Linked DNA regions of Mus musculus: regions 2 and 3 are each linked to region 1. Evidence: chromatin contacts called from public HiChIP or PLAC-seq data. All regions are on one chromosome and are shown on one strand. The core of a region is the stretch at or near the end of the contact, and the rest is flanking DNA. Distances in the headings are between cores, read along the strand shown. Region 1 holds the start of Phyhipl (phytanoyl-CoA hydroxylase interacting protein-like). Region 2 overlaps Bicc1 (BicC family RNA binding protein 1). Region 3 has its middle 32 kb from the start of Gm33704.

Region 1 (2,596 bases), core at 45-2,544:
ACTTTTCTTTTAAAATGTTCTATAGCTATTACTCATATACAGTTGAACATTTTCACTGATAATCGTATTTCCATGTCAACCGGTTTTATATGCAGAATTTAACAATTATTTGGCCAATCAGCAATCAGACGACTTCTTTACAAATGAAGTTTTATTCCAAATCACTGAAACAACTCTTATCCTCCAACTAGCCCAACACACCATTCTGTGCCCAACACTGATACTCTAACTAGCCCAACACACAGCGCCGTGCCCACACTGCAGAGTACTAGCTAGCTAGCACTTTAACACTCGGACCCTGTGATCAGTCATTTCCTTTTCGTAGACTGCCAACTTTAACAATAGAGTACTGACACATCAACACACAATGGTGTGTGCTGCACACACACCGAATCTCAGCAAACGTAGAGGAAGGACCAATATCCTGTTCGGATTTTTGACAGCCTCATAATCCCTGCCCAGAACCAAGAGCCTAGTGTCTGTCCTTGGTGCTGAAACGCAGCTTTTCTGTCCCCGACTAAAATACTAGGAGGCTCACCCCAGTTAGACAGACACTCCTGGGGTTCAGAGGTTTGCAAGAGAATGGGTAAGTTTTTGTTCAAGCCTATCCAGTCTAGCCTTCGCGGTGGCGGGTAAGTCCCTGGTCGGGAGACCCAAGATCTGCCTGCTGCAGAATAGGCAACACCGGGCCGCGGACCCGAGAGGCGCCCTCTCCACCGCGGAGCATTCTCCCGCGGATCCGAACGGTTCCTTTTCCCCAGTGGAGCCCTCTCCCGCGGACCCATTGGATCCCTCTCCCCCGGTAGCCTTCTCCCGCGGACCTGAGCGGCGCCCTCTCCTAAAGACCAGAGAGGCGCCCTCTTCCCCCAGCAGCCTTCTCCCGCGGACCCGAGAGGCGCCCTCTCCCTCCAGCAGCCTTCTCCCGCGGACCCGAGAGGCGCCCTCTCCCAGGGACCGGACACCTCCGCCCGCGTCCTTTTGTCTCCCGCCGGTGCCTCCGTTCCTCACCATCACGGTCGCACAGCTGGATGGCCTCCAGGCTGAGGTTCTTGATCTCCTCACACGGACTACTGGGGCTGCTGAGGGCATGGTCCAGGCGCGGCACCTCCATCTTCGCGACCCCGCGTCGAAGCCAGGCGCCAGCGGCCGGCGGGGCGAAGGGCGGGAAAGGCCTGAGAAGGCTGAGGACGAGGGCAACCTCCGGTCGGGAGTCGCGGCCGAGGCGGCGGCGGCGGTGGTGGTGGCGGCGGCGGCAGCGGCGGCAGAAGCTCCTTCGAGTGCGCGGCTCGTAGACTGAACGCCGGCCGGCGCGAGCGCGGGAAGAGCGCGCTCTCGCCTGAAGGGAGGGCCGCGCACGCTCACGGGGGCGGGGCTGGCGGTGGACGCGCCTACCTGCCTGCACCCGGGCCCCGCCCCTTTCCTACCTCTCGCAGACCCCGCCCCCTGCCTGCCGCCCGCCCTTGCGCACACGCGCACGGAGGACAGGGGTCCGGGGTCGCGCCTACCTGCCTGCACAGGGCCCCGCCCCTTTTTTACGGCACGCGGACCCCGCCCCCTACCTGCCGCGCGCGCGTACGCGCACGGACGCGGACGCGCCCTCCGCTCTCCTCTCTAGGGCTCCGCTCCCAGCCAGTGGCGCGCCCACGCTCTGACACGCCTCCATCGCTGCCCTTGTCCTGGGGCGCGCACCCGCAACCTACCTGCGGGCGCGTAGACCGTACCCCCCGGGGCGCCTGTCGCGCGCACGCGCATGCGCGCCCCACTGCTTCCCTGCGCATCCCGACCCCGCCTGCCGCGCGCACGCGCCCTCGCTTGGCTCTCCCGCGCGCCTTCTCCCGCTGGAAGCGAAGGAGGATGGAGCGCGCGAGGAGCGCGGGCTGTGGCAAGCTGCTCGGCGCGTCGCGCTCGCCCGGCGATGGCGGCTAGGCTCTTTTCACAATGCCAGGTAGAGCCGGACGGCCACCCCGGGCTGCGGCGAGGCGAGCGCGCGCCTGTTGCTTGTTGAACACACATTGGGAAACTGAGGCCCGAGCCGCCTAGGGTTCCCGGTCCCCGCTCTGCGCGCCCAGCCGCCGTTCCTCACCAGGCCCCGCAGTGAGCAATGAGCGGCCACCTGAGGACTGCACCGGGCAGCGAGCGCGAACTCAGGTCGGTGCTGCGGGACAGGTGAGGCTACACAGGATGCTGGCGGCTGGCTGCTGAGGAGGCAGCTTCCGGGTGACAGCCACTTGTCAGCTTGCCTCCTCACCCACTCAGCTAACAAACAAGTCTTCAGTGCTCTCCCTGGGCCCGGCATTGTTCTGACTGAAAAATACAGGCTGAAACACATCACCTGTTCTTTGTTACCCTAGAAAATGAAAGGGGGACCTGTGGTCTTCCAGTGATGGCCATATTTGCACGCCCCATTGCTTTCAGGAGCACCTAAGATATTTCAGTGCACTCTGATGGTGCAAAGGTTTTAAAAATAAAGCCTATATAGATGACAGCCTGTTGGCCTCTGTTCTCATTTACTGATTCGGAATGTTATTTTGTTTTTCTTGGTATCACGGGATCAAAAGAAGCCCCTCTCCCCCTTGTATTATTTATAGTTATTGGT
Region 2 (2,596 bases), core at 26-2,525, 390 kb after region 1:
CCCAGAAGCTGAAGTTAGAGGTGGTTGAGGAATACCCATCAAATCTGGGTTCTCTGCAAGAGCAGGGTGCTGCTCTTTTAACTGCTGAGCCATCTCTCCAGCCTGTAAAGTAAGACTTAAAATCATGAAAGATGTGACACAGTGGAAGACAGGCTCATCTTATAGTTAAAACCGGAAGCTTCCAGAACCATTAAAAGATGAGCCATGATATTGACGGAGGGAATAAAGCTGTCCATCAAGACTAAATCAAGTCACAACAGACTATATAAACTCTAGTGACAACTCTCAAGATAGCTCAGTCCACTCATTTCTTCTAGTTGGCCAGCCAGTTCCATCTGCTGCCCACATCCTACAGTTTAGCCTATAGAGTGATCCCTCAACACTGACCCCTCTCACCTCCATGTGTTCCACTCTTGGCCAAATCTAGGGGCCGAGCGTAGCGATCTGTGTCCTTCGAACAATGCAGAAGTGCATGTTGTATCAAGCCCCAATGAACCCCGACGAGAGGCACTGACTTTGACAGAGTCTTACTGGCAAATGGCTTCTTACCCAAGAACTGAAAATGTGAATCACAAAATGTAATAGTAAGAATGTATTCCTGCCCCATGACCAACAGCAAAACCAGTAGACAATAAATGAATCACTGCTATTTAAAAAATCATATTAAGATTCCATAGACAATGAGATTTTTTACCCCCTAACCCTCTCCCCCAACGCCCAAATGAATCCATTATGCCTGGATAGCTGTCTGGTTTTTAAAGCAAATTGTAAAAAACACACTTTACATTGGCCATTGAACTAAGACAACAAAACAAAGCAAAAAACAAAAAATGGTTTTTGTTTTAAAATGTCTATTCTAAAAAGAGCCATTATCTTTTAACAATTATATAGCTATTTTGTGTTTCGGCTAAAAGATGAAGCTAGGTGGCAGGAACCTGAGGGGGGTGGTGCCAAAGCCCAAACTCCACCTGGAGATTAGGAGGGTCAGAAATACCATCTATTGCGGCCACCAATGTGTTAAGTTTTTCTACGGTTAAAAAAAAAAAAAGAAGAGTCTGCCAACGAACAATTGAAATAATACTTTTTTTGAGGGAAGAAAACATCATTTTGAGAATATGACACAGCCTGATATCATTACTCAATTTAAGAGTTCACTTATAATTGTAATTTTAGTAAGCCCTTAAAATGATTTTACAGTATCTGCCCACATAGTACTTTGAATAAGCTACATTTTTGCCTTCGTTTATTGGGGTAACATGAGGATGAAAGGAATTTTTGTGGCATGAATATTTTACAGTAGATCTGATACTTGGTACTTGCACTAAGTTTTGTTGCCATAGAGACCATCTAGAAGAAACCATTTAAATGCCAGAACATCAAACCCATTAAAACCCATCGCCTTCAACTCTGGTTTCATTTATAACTTGGAAATCAAGGCTGTAGTAAAACCACTTTTATTTATTTTTTTACAACAATGTATAACCCATCTGCTTTAAAAAAAATAGTATTGACGACTTTTTGAAAAGCCTTGAATTGCCTTTTCATGAAAAAATTCTGATATAACCCGGGGGATTTGGCTGCCTAGCAGGTAGCCATGGAAACAGGAATATACACTGTGCTGGCTCTCAAGCTAATGCGAGCAGACTGTAGCTGAGAACTCTGGAATATGTTTCTACAGATGCTTTTTAAAAATCTACCTTTGAGATGAAAGTCAGTTAATTTTGTCTCTTCCTTTAGCCTTATCTGCCGATTATCATATATATATATGTATATATAGATATATACATATATATATATGTACATATATATATTATTTTTTAATTTAAAAAAATTCCAGCACACAGAAAGACCACATAGTGCTTTGAATATACAAATTCAAAGCAGAGCGATGAGAAGAGGCCTAGGTTTGCAGTCAGTGGGAACCCTGTGCACATCTAACCAGCCTGAGTCTTCATGGTCTCCTCACGAATGACCACAGCAGGACTCACTGAAAGACCTAGAGATGGAACTCTTATAGAAAAATTCCTACCTGCCTTGACCCCAAGTCACCTTATGTTGAAACTCCTTCTGGCTGCTCCTGTCCATGGACCAGCATCCCTAAATGTACATGTGTTTCTTGACCCTGCTCAGCAACACTTGCCTCCCGAGTGCCCCTCGCCCTTGTCAGCCTAAAAAAGAAATGACTTCTTTGTAAAGACTAAATCAATCTCCTACAACAGGTACCTTCTGCACTAATATACCATTGTTTCTCATCGTGTCCATTTGACATTTGTTTTAAGCCTCTCAAAGCAGTGGGGTGTCTCTACTGCCTCTCCAGGATAATCGTAAGCATTTCAGGCCGGGTGGCTTTTGTCTAGCAAGAGACCTCCCTCAAACTTGGATGAAAATAACAGAAGAAAGAATATTTTTCAAAAAGGAATGTTGATCACAATCAATTGATATTTAATAATACCAAACTATAACCCTTTAAGCAGATCAAGCCAAACTACATAAGGCATACTATTACGGCAATTTAAAAAAAAAAAAAACTGTTTAAGTCACCCACAAGTCTTGTGCCAGAAGTTCAACAACTCAGCATCAGCATCAGAGATGAATC
Region 3 (2,596 bases), core at 62-2,561, 270 kb before region 1:
AGTGGGGAAACCCCCACTCAGCTCCCGATTCGGCGTGCACCCAAGAATCACGAATAGAACACAACACCTTGATGTAACAACAAGAGGTTTTTTAATGGCGGAGCTCCGGGTCGAAACGTATCTCACATAACAGGAGACAGTGGATTCGACCACGAGGCTTGGAAGCTAGGGGTTTTTATAGAAAAGGAGTGGGGCTGGGGGAGGAATTGGCGCGGTTTCACATGATTGGTCCATTTAAACATCAGCAGCCTGTAACATTTAACTTAGGTCAGAGGGGTGGGAGCTAGGGAGGCGATGGGCTTGCCCGGGCATGTCCTGGTCTGTTCTCAGCCCCAGGTTTCAAAGCTCAGAAACAACTCTTTGGGCTATTTAACATACATTACATGAATTACAGTTTTATTTCCTTTCACGTGACACCTTCAGGTGTGTCTCAGAGACACAGGCAGCAGGAAGGTGATCATGGTGGGTGTTAAAAATAGTGGTTGTAGCTTTGGAGGTGGGATGGTAGTGAGTTAGGGGGTTGTAATGATGCAGAACTTGATAGGAAATGAGGTAATATTTAGATGTGAGGATACTGTTGACGATGTGACCATAGAAGATAAGGGCTGGATAATGAGCCACATGCATGAAGTACAACTCTGTGTAGTAGTAGATTGTTGAAGGGAAAGACCTCCATAGTGGAGAGCTTTAGGGTTCAGGATATGCCAGTGACCTTAGATTCCTAATTTTTAGGTTACAATAGGAATCCTCAGAAAATATGGCTGAAATTCCAGGCCCCTGTGTCGTTCACTTTGGACTAATGAAAAAGTTGTATTAGTCACACAGGCACAGTTCTCACTACCTGACCATTCTACCCTCAGTGCAAGAAATTATGTCTGGTCAGGAAGGGTCCTTGGATCAGTCATCATATGGGTTGAGGGCATCTGAGTTGTTGGTGAGGAGAGCATTACAGGAAGTCAAGGAGTCTGTCTTAGCAAGTACAATTTCAAAATAAAAAGTCAACATACTTAGGTTGGGGTGTTGCTGTCCAGCAGCTGAGGATAAACTGGGTACCTGAAAGGGAGGCTGGAAATGAAAAAGGATTGGGGGGGGGTGAGAGAAGGATGAAGCCAAGACAAAGTTTCTGATCAAGGCTCTAAGTTTAATATTTAGTTAGCACTGGGTTTATATAGGAATAGCCCACAGACCCATCCTTTGTTTCAGCTGGATTGAGTTACAAAGCAAGCTCAGCAGGTGGTCAGCTCCTCAAAGCTCCTGTAGGAAGTTGCAAATGCAGGGAGGCCAGGCCACTTCAGCTAAATTGTAAAACCATCCTGGGTTTGTTTGGCCTACTCAAGGCTGGGGGAAGGGCACAATGGGCGTCTTGACTAATGTGACAAAGATGTAAATTCTTAGACCAGAATGCTATGGCTACGAAGACATGAAGGCTGGAGGAAGGGAGAGCCTCAACTCCAACAGGGCCATGTGTTTCATGTGACAATAACCATTCTAGTCCATGAAACCATCACCTGTAGGCTTCCCTTACTCTGTGTTCTGCATTCATAAAAGATTTCTCTCTCTCTCTTTCTCTCTCTCTCTCTCTCTCTCTCTCTCTCTCTCTCTCTCTCTCTCTCTCGTTGGTTCCTTCTTCTCCTCTTCCTCTTTTTGTTTTTGTTGTTGTTTTGTTTTGAGACAGGGTTTCTCTGTAAAGCTCTGGCTATCCTAGAACTCACTCTGTAGACCAGGCTGGCAAGATCAGTCTTTTTGTTTGGGATTATGGACAGCTGTAGAGGTGGAAGGAATGTTAGAGAAACCTTTCAATCCCCCATGACTCAGAGTGGCAAAGCTTAGCACAACTGTTGTAAACCGGCCGCCCATGGCTTACATGAACCAGGTATTTCTGGAAGGCAGGCTGGGGCTGAAAGAGACTTAGACTTCGAGAAAAGATAATGAAGCCAAGACAAAAATGTCTCTGCTCAAGACCCTTGAGGTTACAAAGAGAGTGTGCTTATAAGGGGGCACTTACCCTGATTATCATTATAATGTCATCATAATTCAAAGGTGGAGGGTTACACTTTATAATCTTTTGGGGGGCTGTGGTGGCTTACACCTTTAATTTCAGCTCTTAGGCAGCAGAGGCAGATCAATCTGTTTAAGTGTGAGGCCAGCTTGGCTACATAGCACAGTTGCAGGCCAGTCAAGCTACATAATAAGACCTGTCTCAAAACAAAACAAAACAAAAACAAAAAAAAACCACCCAAAAAACAAAAACCAAAAAAATAAAAAAAACCAAACAACAAACAACAAAAAACAAAAACAACAAAACAAAACAAAACAAAACAAAAACAAACCAAACCAAACCAAAAACAAAATAAAAAAAACTTTCTTTTTAAAATTTTTTGGAGGTAGGGAGCTCAAGGAACAATGTAAATAATTAAGTAGTTAAAAGTGTGTCTTAGTTAGGGTTTTACTGCTGTAAGCAGACACCATGACCAAGACAACTTTTATAAGGACAACATTTAACTGGGGCTGGCTTACAGGTTCTGAGGTTCAGTCCATTATCATCAAAGCAGAAAGCATGGCAGCATCCAGGCAGGCATGGCACTTGCTGGAGGAG

The links. HiChIP or PLAC-seq counts read pairs in DNA pulled down with a chosen protein or histone mark.
Region 2: a contact with region 1 is called in an H3K4me3 HiChIP or PLAC-seq map of forebrain, with 4 times the contacts expected there. The contact joins the enhancer-like site here to the promoter of Phyhipl in region 1. A contact is called at or near these places in 1 of 15 datasets of contacts at CTCF or cohesin (the NIH/3T3 cell line), 4 of 115 datasets of contacts at active chromatin or transcription factors (embryonic forebrain, embryonic limb bud, forebrain and 1 more) and 2 of 9 other capture datasets (adipose tissue and liver).
Region 3: an H3K4me3 HiChIP or PLAC-seq map of embryonic stem cells shows a contact between it and region 1, with 11 read pairs. The contact joins the enhancer-like site here to the promoter of Phyhipl in region 1. A contact is called at or near these places in 1 of 39 promoter capture datasets (embryonic stem cells), 4 of 484 Hi-C or Micro-C datasets (cortical neurons, embryonic stem cells and spermatogonial stem cells), 10 of 115 datasets of contacts at active chromatin or transcription factors (embryonic basal ganglia, embryonic forebrain, embryonic hindbrain and 5 more) and 2 of 9 other capture datasets (adipose tissue and embryonic stem cells).

The regions. Positions count from the first base shown.
Region 1 is chr10:70,597,997-70,600,592 of GRCm38.p6, forward strand. Phyhipl (phytanoyl-CoA hydroxylase interacting protein-like) reads right to left here and starts at 1,295. Exons shown (of 5, transcript NM_178621.4): 1 at 1,009-1,295. The coding sequence starts at 1,111.
Region 2 is chr10:70,992,381-70,994,976 of GRCm38.p6, forward strand. All of the region lies in intron 3 of Bicc1 (BicC family RNA binding protein 1), which reads right to left. Among named protein-coding and RNA genes, the nearest start is that of Gm24486, 110 kb to the left of the region's middle. Within about 2 kb of position 1,276, at least 21 of the 459 cell types and tissues checked have an H3K27ac peak or open chromatin away from gene starts, as enhancers often do. A contact at or near this core is called in forebrain, where this site is marked.
Region 3 is chr10:70,324,445-70,327,040 of GRCm38.p6, forward strand. No RefSeq gene overlaps it. Among named protein-coding and RNA genes, the nearest start is that of Gm33704, 32 kb to the left of the region's middle. Within about 2 kb of position 1,312, at least 12 of the 459 cell types and tissues checked have an H3K27ac peak or open chromatin away from gene starts, as enhancers often do. A contact at or near this core is called in embryonic stem cells, where this site is marked.